Linked DNA regions of Mus musculus: region 1 is linked to region 2. A link is a contact called in public promoter capture Hi-C data. All regions are on one chromosome and are shown on one strand. The core of a region is the stretch at or near the end of the contact, and the rest is flanking DNA. Distances in the headings are between cores, read along the strand shown. Region 1 holds the start of Tnfrsf13c (tumor necrosis factor receptor superfamily, member 13c). Region 2 holds the start of Csdc2 (cold shock domain containing C2, RNA binding).

Region 1 (4,563 bases), core at 1,799-4,298, 290 kb after region 2:
TCTGCTTAAATTTAGACTCCAACCTGAGACTACAGACGTCTGCCTATGAATCACAGGTCTCTAGAAACAGCCATCACGGTGAAGATGGCATCTTACGTCCTAGCAGACTGGGTCAAAGAAATCCATGGTTCTTCCTGGGTTACAGACAACCGAGACTCATCACTACCCTACCGAGGCCTCTCCCCTAGTCCCTGCTTATTCTAAAAACTGATCTTACAGTTAGGGCAACGCTCACTGTAGAGTGCCGTTTAGTGCGGGTCCGGTCCCCAATATGGTGAAATATAAAATTACAGAGAAGCTTGTACCAGATACCACAGCCAGACCATCAGCTGTTGCTGCCACTTGAGTCATCTTCAAAGCAGAACAGCGCCCCCAGCAGGAGTTAAAGAAACACAGCACCCAGGCACAGAGTAAGTGTCTTCCCCTTAGCCTTTTTTTATTCAGATTAATTTTGGTTTAACAGTACCTTTCCCAGCTCAAAGAAAAGCTTCTTACTCATAGTGCCTGTGTTAGTCCATTTTATATCACCGTAACAAAACACCTAAGGCTAAATAGCTTTACAAAGAAATGAGATTGATTTAGCTTTCGGCTCTGAAGGTTCTAGGGCCCACATCTGATGATTGCCCTCTGGCTGGTGGTCCAGAGCTGGCACACAGCAGGAGAGGGGCGTGTTCATTGTCTCTGCTTTCTCCTTGTATGTTAGGGGCTCAGTCCTGATGGCTTTACCTCCTCTTAGTCACCATCTAAGTATACCACTTCTAAACACCATGAAATTAATATAAAAAATAATAATAAAAGAAAAAAATCAAAATTTAAAAGTTTTTTTTTTGGGGGGGGGAGTATTATTTTGAGACTTGGTCTCACCATTTAGCTCTGGTTAGCCTGGAACTTGCTATGTAGACCAGGATGGCCTCCAACTCAGTTACCTGCCTGCCTTTGCTTCCCCAATGTTGGGATTAAAGGTGTGTACCACCATGCCCATCTTATATTTTATCATTTGTAAAAGAGTGTGTGTGTGTGTATGTCTGTGTGTGTGTGTGTGTGTGTGTGTAGGATGTGCACGTGAATACAGATGCCCATGAAGTCCAGAGGCATCAGGTCCCCTGAAGCAAAAGTTATGCTCAGTAATGAGCCACCCGCAGTGCATTCTGGGAATCAAACTCTCATCCTCTGGAATCACAGTAAGCGCTGTTGACCATGAATTTCTCCAGCCGCTAATTTTGACATTTTTAAGTGTGCATGCATGCATATGTGTGTGTGTGTGTGTGTGTGTGTGTGTGTGTGTGTGTGTGTGCTCTAGAGCAAATGAGTGCTGGTGCCTTTGGAGGCAAGGATGTTCCAGGGGCTGGAGTGACAGGTGGTCTTAAGCTGCCAGATCTGAGTTCCGGGAAGCTGAACAACTGGAGTCCTCGGCTAGAACAGCACACAAACCGAACTGCTGAGCCATACCTCCAGCCCAGTAATCCAAAATTTTTAGAACGAGATTAAGTTTCCAGTCTCCGACTCACTACAGAGATTAAATATGCAACCCTCAAGTCTATCCAACCATCTGAAGGCACACAGGCTTAAAAACCATCTCAGAAATGGAACGTTCTCAAGTCAAGAGCTAACACAAAAGCAATCTCATGTGGCCTGTAGTGTCTGGTTCTGCCGGGTTCGCCCCCCAGGCAAAGGACTCCGTCACTGAAGGGCCAAGTTCTTTCCCAAGCTGTTGGGTGAAGTCCACAAGCCCAGTAGAGATCCCTGGGTTCCAGCCTCCACTGCTGCTATTGCTCTGGGCCAGCTGTCTTGGTGGTCACCAGCTCGGTGGAGCCCAGTTCTGTGGCGGGCACCGGGACGCTGTGGCGTGGCAGGGCGCTGTCTGCATCTTCTTTGAGCGGAGGCCAGGTAGGAGCTGAGGCATGAGGGGTTTCTGAGGAGGGTACAAAGACATTTTCCAGGGACTCTGGGGTGGGAGAGGGAGCAGGTAAGATAAGGCAGGAAGGACGGAATCACAGCCCCCCCCCCCCACGCCCGTTCTAGAAGCCTCCTCTGGGACGGCCCTAGGAGGAGGACGGGGAACAGCACGTGACAGGTCTTCAACACAGGAAGTGCTGAGTTCAGAGACTTGATAAGATGAGGTGAGGGAGAGGGGTGTCTGGTCAGCCCACAGGGCATAACCTAGCATCAGGCCCTTGGGCTCCCAAATGTCAGGGCAGACACCTCCGTCCCAAACATCTCTTTTTGGCCTCTGGGTCTTCTTGCTTGGATTAAGGCTTGGGCTGTACTGTCCTCCCTGCTTTATGACAGCATCAGAGTCAACTCCAGGTCTCCCTCAGTCCTGTGTCGTCCCCCCCCCAACCCCCCCAACCCCCCCCCCAACCTCCCCTAGCCCCGGCAGTTCTCACCTTGCTGGACTCCTTCTGAAGTGTCTGGGGAGGCCGTCCTGAGCTGTTGACGCCACCTCCAGCTCACCAGACTCACTAGACCCACCAGGGTCAGCGCCAGTATCAGTCCCAGGAGTGCGGGGGCACCGACGAGCAGCGCCACGTCGGGTCTCAGCGCGGAGCCCTCCTGAGGCTGCAGAGCTGTCCCAGGCTCCAGGCTGCTTGCTGTTGGCAGAGCGGATAAGGGGATGTGGGGATGAGGGGGATAAAGGGATGGGGGAGGGGGAGACGGAGAGGGACGGGGGAGGGGGAGGGGGAGGAGGAGGGAAAGAGAGATGGGGAGGGGGGAGGGAGAGACTAACAGTGAGGGATGTGGGAGACCATTGGCTCCAGGGTCAGCAGAGGAGCATGCGGCGCTGGTAGGCTGGATACCTCAGGCAGGTCGCGCCTATCCCCATGCCTTTGCTTACTATGTCCAGTGTCCGGCGTGTGGAAGAGCTCACAGGACACGCAGTTTCTCACCAGAGGGTCGAAGCACTCGGTCTGATTGCACTGGGTGGGCACCGAGCTGTCCCGGCTCCTCTGGCTTCGGACCCGGAGTCTCCTGGCGCCCATGTCGCCGCCTCATGCAGCTGGGACAGTTCCGAGTCTGGGCTGTGTGCCCTGTAGTCTAGAATGAAACCGCGACGCAGCATCCTCCGCCCCGCCCTTGCCTGCTGGGGTGGGACCACTGGGGTGGAGCTGCGACCTCGCCTGGAACCCCAGACCTCTTTCACCTGTGGTTCCTGCATTAAACCACTCAACTGTCACCGCAGACGACAGACAGCTGAGCATCATCTGCGCTGGGGGTCACACTGGAGCCTGCTCTTGGACAGCAGAGGGACCCTGTAGCCGCCTACCTTTTCCAGCCCCCTGCTGCTGTGCCTCACCAAGACCAATTGTTTCCACTAACCATCTGCCTCCAAGTCCCTCCTGCTTCCTGCTCTGCCCTTCCCAGGGTTGAGACATCAGATCATCTTGAGTGGCCCATGGGAATGCCCACAGGGGTGCTGGAGGGACACCGATAAATAAAAGACTTCCTAATCTCACTGCCCTCTCTAATCTTCCATATCCATGCCCTCTGCCCTGCCCTACCTCCTGGGCAGAGTCCCCTTTGAGAGTAATGGGGACAGATTGCCAGTCATCCTGGACTCCACGGGAGTGGGTAGGCACGGGGTCTGGCCTGAGGTCCACCAGTGCCAGTCAGCACCAACCATAACAGGAAGGTTCGATTGAGAAAATGACATGGTGTTGGTAGAGAGGTAAAGACTAGTGGCCAGTGTAGGGTAGAACGTGAGCAAAAGCCCGGTGCCTTAAATGGGGAGGCTAAGTTGTGCTCAGACCTGTGGGGCAGGCTGGACCAGCAGAAAACTTGGACTCTGGTCGCAGGGTGCTGGAGAGCCACACTAGCTTTCAGCAAGCAGAGCCCTGGGAAGACCTGAGGATTAGCAAGGGACCTCCCTGTCCCTGCAGGTCCTTTCTTAGATCATAAGCTTGTTCACATCTGTGCCTGTTGTATCAGGCTCTGCCCCCCCCCCCCCAAACCTCCATGTTCTCTCCCACTTGTCTCTCTCATCAGCGTCTCTCAGACCCAGCCCCAGTCACAGTCACACAAACAAGCTCTCTGGGGGTCTTGGGATATGTGCAGCCCCCTCCCCAGGGGTCATGGCCTGGGAAATGCCAGAGGGAGCTGCCAGCTAGGAGCTGGGGCCTGGAGTTCCCTGGTGGGCCTCAAGGTGGGCCATATAGACCTCTGAGCCCTCAGGGCTAGGGGCTTAGAGATATCTTTAGCAGCTGCAAGGGGCAGGGAAACATGCCCTCCAGGCCACACATACTGGAAACCAACCAACGTGGCCACTGCTTGAGGAGTGCTGAGAGAAAGGTGAGAGCGGCGTTGCTAGGGATAGATGGATGGGGTCCAGCTGGAGTGGAGGCCTGGTGGTGAGGAGACCTCTTGTGTTTTGAGTGTGTGTCTCTCTCTGCCTTGTGCTTTAGTGGGATGTCAGATGGAGACTGGATGGAGAGGCAAGGAGGCTGGTGCTTTAGTCCAGTTCTGGGGATGATGCAGGACTGACCACGGAGTGAGGGGATCAAAGTTGTTAAGAGGAGATGGAGACGCTGAGTGAGGACCACCACAGAAATGGGCTTCTAGGGGTTC
Region 2 (4,063 bases), core at 59-2,558:
TTTGTTTGTTGAGACACTGCCTCTCTAGGTAGCCAGGTAGACTCAAACTTGAAATCTATTTGTTTCATCCTCTTGAGGGCTGGGACCTATAGGTCTGTGCCAGCACAAAGGGCACCTCCTCATGACTCAGTAGTACTAAAGTGACACCTGGGGAAGATGTCTCTCTAAGATGAGGTTGAGGAGGGACAGGGGGGTGGCAGAGAAGCCCTTTGAAGAGGTTTCCTGGAGCCTGGCCCTGAGCTCATAGACGGTTGAGCCTTACCTGTCCTCTTGGGGAGCACTGTCCTCTTGGGGAGCACTGTCCTCTTGGGGAGCACTGTCCTCTTGGGGAGCACTGGGGTCCTAGGGATTTGCCTGAGGTCTTTTTTGTTTTGTTTTGTTTTTGTTTTTCCGAGACAGGGTTTCTCTGTGTAGCCCTGGCTGTCCTGGAACTCACTCTGTAGACCAGGCTGGCCTCGAACTCAGAAATCTGCCTGCCTCTGCCTCCTAGTGCTGGGATTAAAGGCATGTGTCACCACTGCCCGGCTTTTTGGGGGGCGGGAGTGTGCTGAGGTCTTACTGTCTGAAGAGACCTAAACTGCTTGGACTGAATCTGCTGAGTCAGTCCTTACTTCTAAAAGCCTCCTAAACCACAAGTACACACAGACACACAGACACACAGACACCACTGCCCCCTGTATATGTGTGTGCGAGTGTGTGTGTGTGTGTGTGTGTGTGTGTGTGTGTGTGTGTAAGAAAGAAACATACACAGAAAGACACTCATTATTCTTTTATAGTTCTCTTCCCCTGGATTCCACAGCCCCTCCCAAAGACCTAATGTGTGCCAAAGAGATTTGAGCACATTCTTCAAATGGAGATCTCAGATGATCTGAGGGGACAGAGCTCAGCACAGCTGCAGACTGCAGAGGGAATGGAATGTCTGGGAGTCCCTAGGAACCTGGCTTGTTCCCAGAGGGTCTCCTCTGTTCTCTGGCCTCCTTTCTCCAGAATACATCCTCCCACCCTGCAGGCCCTCCCGTTGACCATAAACACTCCCTGGCACCCCGCTCACCAAGAATGCACACTGTCTCTAGCTCTTCCTGCCTCTTACTCCCCAGCAGCTACCCTGACCTGGTAGAGCAAATTATACCTTGGCCCAGCAATAAAAGCCACTTTCCAAAACAAGAAGCAGTAACGCTCAAAGTGACGCAGCTTAGCCACTCACCCAGCACTTGGCCTGGCTCACAAGGTGGTGTCTGGGCCAGAGAAGAGATGGCTTAGTGTCCCTTTAAGCTAGGAGTACAAATTCCCATCCCAGTCCCTCCCTCCAGCACATCCTGACGTCAGCAGGAGGGCGTGTGTGAGTGAGTGAGTGAGTGAGTGAGGGGCCCGAGGTGCCTCCTGCACACCACACACACACACACACACACACACACACACACACGCCACGGAGAGTGCATTATCCAGACGTGACCCCTGCGAGCCAGCTCCACAGTCCAGAGAGATCGGGTGCTGCCCACTACAGGAGACAGTGCCTGGACCCAGCTGCCACGGCGAGGTAAGGGACCTGAAGGAAGCCGGTGATGGAAACTGTGGCAGAGGCAGGGGCCGAGGGCTGATGGTACCAAGAAAGGATGTGTGGATTGAGGTTGGAAAGGTCGCAGCGCTACATCAGCCAGCCCAGCTCTGCTTAGAGGATGCGGGGGGAGATGTAGAGCCCACCGCCCTTCCCTTCTCTCTCCTTGACCCTCCAGAAGAGCTGAGGCGGAGTGGCTCCCGCGCATCTGAATGTGTGTGAATGTCTGTGTCTGGGACTCGCGTCTGGGTTGAGATGCAGGTAACAGCAGCTACCTGCCAAGCCGCAGCCTCCGGTCTGGGAACTAGGTGAGGGAAAGCCGGGACTCCTTCCAGACCCTAAAAGGCCAGTCCGGAGCACCGCTGGATTTTGTCCCTGGAATCTGTTTTGAGGCCAGAGCAGAGGGGAGGAACCGCCTGGGGCAGGCAGAGGGACCCAGAGCAGCTGTCTTCCCTCACTCTATTTTTCCCTAGTGTGGCAGAGATAATTGTGTCAACTGGCTGGAGGGATGGCTCTGTGTTATTTTTGCCTTTATGCCACCCCACTGGGTCTTTGCTCTCCCCCGCATGCTGGGCTAGCTCTGACCTCCTCCTCTGCTTAGGTGCAACCCACTGTAGGACAGGGGGTGATAGACCAGCTGCTGGACACCCCTTGCTTGCTGTAGGATGCAAGGACTCAGGTTGGCCTTGGCTGGCATCAAGCCCCTAAGTGGTCTGACCCTGGCACAAGGAGACTGAATGGAGATAAGGGACCATGCTGGCACCCACAAGGAGACAGCAGGTTCCTGCCAGGCTGCCAGGCTGCCAGGCTGCAGGCGCTTCCCAGGGAGGAGGGAGAGCGGGACTGAGAACAATAATAAATCCAGAGTGTGAACTGCTGCATCCGCTGGGGCTGGGGGAGGGGAGAAGGAAGTGTGCCTGGTAGGAGGTGGGCACCCTCTTCTCCGACAGCCTGGCACTGGCTCGCTTAGATGCCATCCAGTCAGGGCCTTTCCCTGGGAAGGATGGGAGTGAGGAGGTGGGGATGGAGGGTGGGAGTGGGGGTTGGGGGGAGCTCTTTCCCAAATTCAACTCCATCCCAGAGGTCTCTGGACATGAATGCCCAGGTTCTGGGTGTCTCCTCCCGTCCTTACCCCACACTGCATTTTCCCAAAACATCTATTTGCCTATCCTTGTCTCTCCAGCCCCACCTTGACAAAACTAGTGCAAACAGAAGCTAGTGGCGAAGGGTCCCAGGAGGACACGCCAAGTTGTCCCAGGCCTAGAGAAAGATGGCTGGACAAGGTTGGAAGATGCTTATTGGCTAGGGAGGGGGCTCCCTAGTGGCCCTCAAGGACCCACAGGGATGGATAAATGGGGGAGTAAGGATATTTGCCAGCCCATCCAAAGGCAGAGTGGCCCCCCACCGCCCCACATCCTATGTTCCCCCTCCTTGTGCAGGTGATGCCCAGCAGAGGGTGCTCTTGGACTAATTGAGCCAATCACAATCACCAGGCACAAGCCTGGTGTCCAGAACCCAGGGCCTTGTGCATAGGCAGCTTGGGGGAAATGCACAGCAAGGTGAGGGAGTGAAATCCAGGGTGTGGCCAGCACACATCCCCCTGCCTCAGATATGATAGTCACCAGGCAGAAGGTGACTTAACACCCTGGGAAGCCCAGGGACTCTGAGACCACACTGAACCTTGCCACTCGGCCACTGTGTGACTTTGGCCAGTATGATCCTCTCTCCAGAGGACCCAGAAGGGGAAGGTGGCTTGTTTAAGCTCACAGGGTCAGGGAGAGGTGGAGCTTGTCTAGGACCTGGGGACCCGGGGTCTTCTGGCTTTCCCTTCCCCCACTAATGCCAGGAAAGCCCAGAGGCCTTAATAACCAGAGCCTCAGGGCTGCCTGGGCTTGTGAGCAGGAGAGTAAAGAGCCACTTAAATAATTAATCTTTAGTATTGGCTGGGACAGCCCCCCCACACACACACACATACACACACACACACACACACACACACACACACACACACTGGAGGGAAAGGAATCAGCTTTAATTAGGTCACCTCCAGCTGCAGGGGCAGCTGATGTATATTCTAAGGCGTGTCTGGGAACCTGGGGAGGGAGGAAGCAGGCAGGTGCCACTTCTGTCTGGTGGTCCTAAGGTTGTCACCTCCTCAGGACTCAGCATCGACAAGCCCGAGACATTCAGCTCTTCCACACCACCTTCCTTGTGGTCCCTGTCTTTCTATTTTTAAACTGTACCCATTCCTCCCTAGTGGCACCCCCATAATGGGACTTGGAGCTGGAACACTTTTATTGGGGGTGTTGTTTTTAAGCTTCACAGAGCTGGTGAGTAATTCACCCAAGGTCATGGTCTGAGTCAGCACAACACCAGAAATAGAACCCCGAATCCTGGCTCCCCAGTTCTTCTACAGATCTGTATATCGTTCTCCGGGGAGGCCGGTAGTGGGAGGTTTTGTTCAGAGGACTGAGGGTTTTTTCTCCTTGCCTTGGCTACACAGCCCTC

What was found. Promoter capture Hi-C pulls out the DNA fragments that hold promoters and counts their contacts.
Region 1: a promoter capture Hi-C map of the SN4741 cell line shows a contact between it and region 2, with 4 times the contacts expected there. The contact joins the promoter of Tnfrsf13c here to the promoter of Csdc2 in region 2. A contact is called at or near these places in 21 of 39 promoter capture datasets (the 3T3-L1 cell line, 3T3-L1-derived adipocytes, the C10 cell line and 11 more), 1 of 15 datasets of contacts at CTCF or cohesin (large pre-B cells), 30 of 484 Hi-C or Micro-C datasets (B cells, the Ba/F3 cell line, the C2C12 cell line and 12 more), 1 of 115 datasets of contacts at active chromatin or transcription factors (large pre-B cells) and 1 of 9 other capture datasets (embryonic stem cells).

What each region holds. Positions count from the first base shown.
Region 1 is chr15:82,221,332-82,225,894 of GRCm38.p6, forward strand. Tnfrsf13c (tumor necrosis factor receptor superfamily, member 13c) reads right to left here and starts at 3,049. Exons shown (of 3, transcript NM_028075.3): 1 at 2,837-3,049; 2 at 2,388-2,591; 3 at 411-1,945. The coding sequence starts at 2,981. The coding sequence ends at 1,767.
Region 2 is chr15:81,935,451-81,939,513 of GRCm38.p6, forward strand. It overlaps Csdc2 (cold shock domain containing C2, RNA binding), which reads left to right and starts at 1,309. Exons shown (of 4, transcript NM_145473.3): 1 at 1,309-1,537.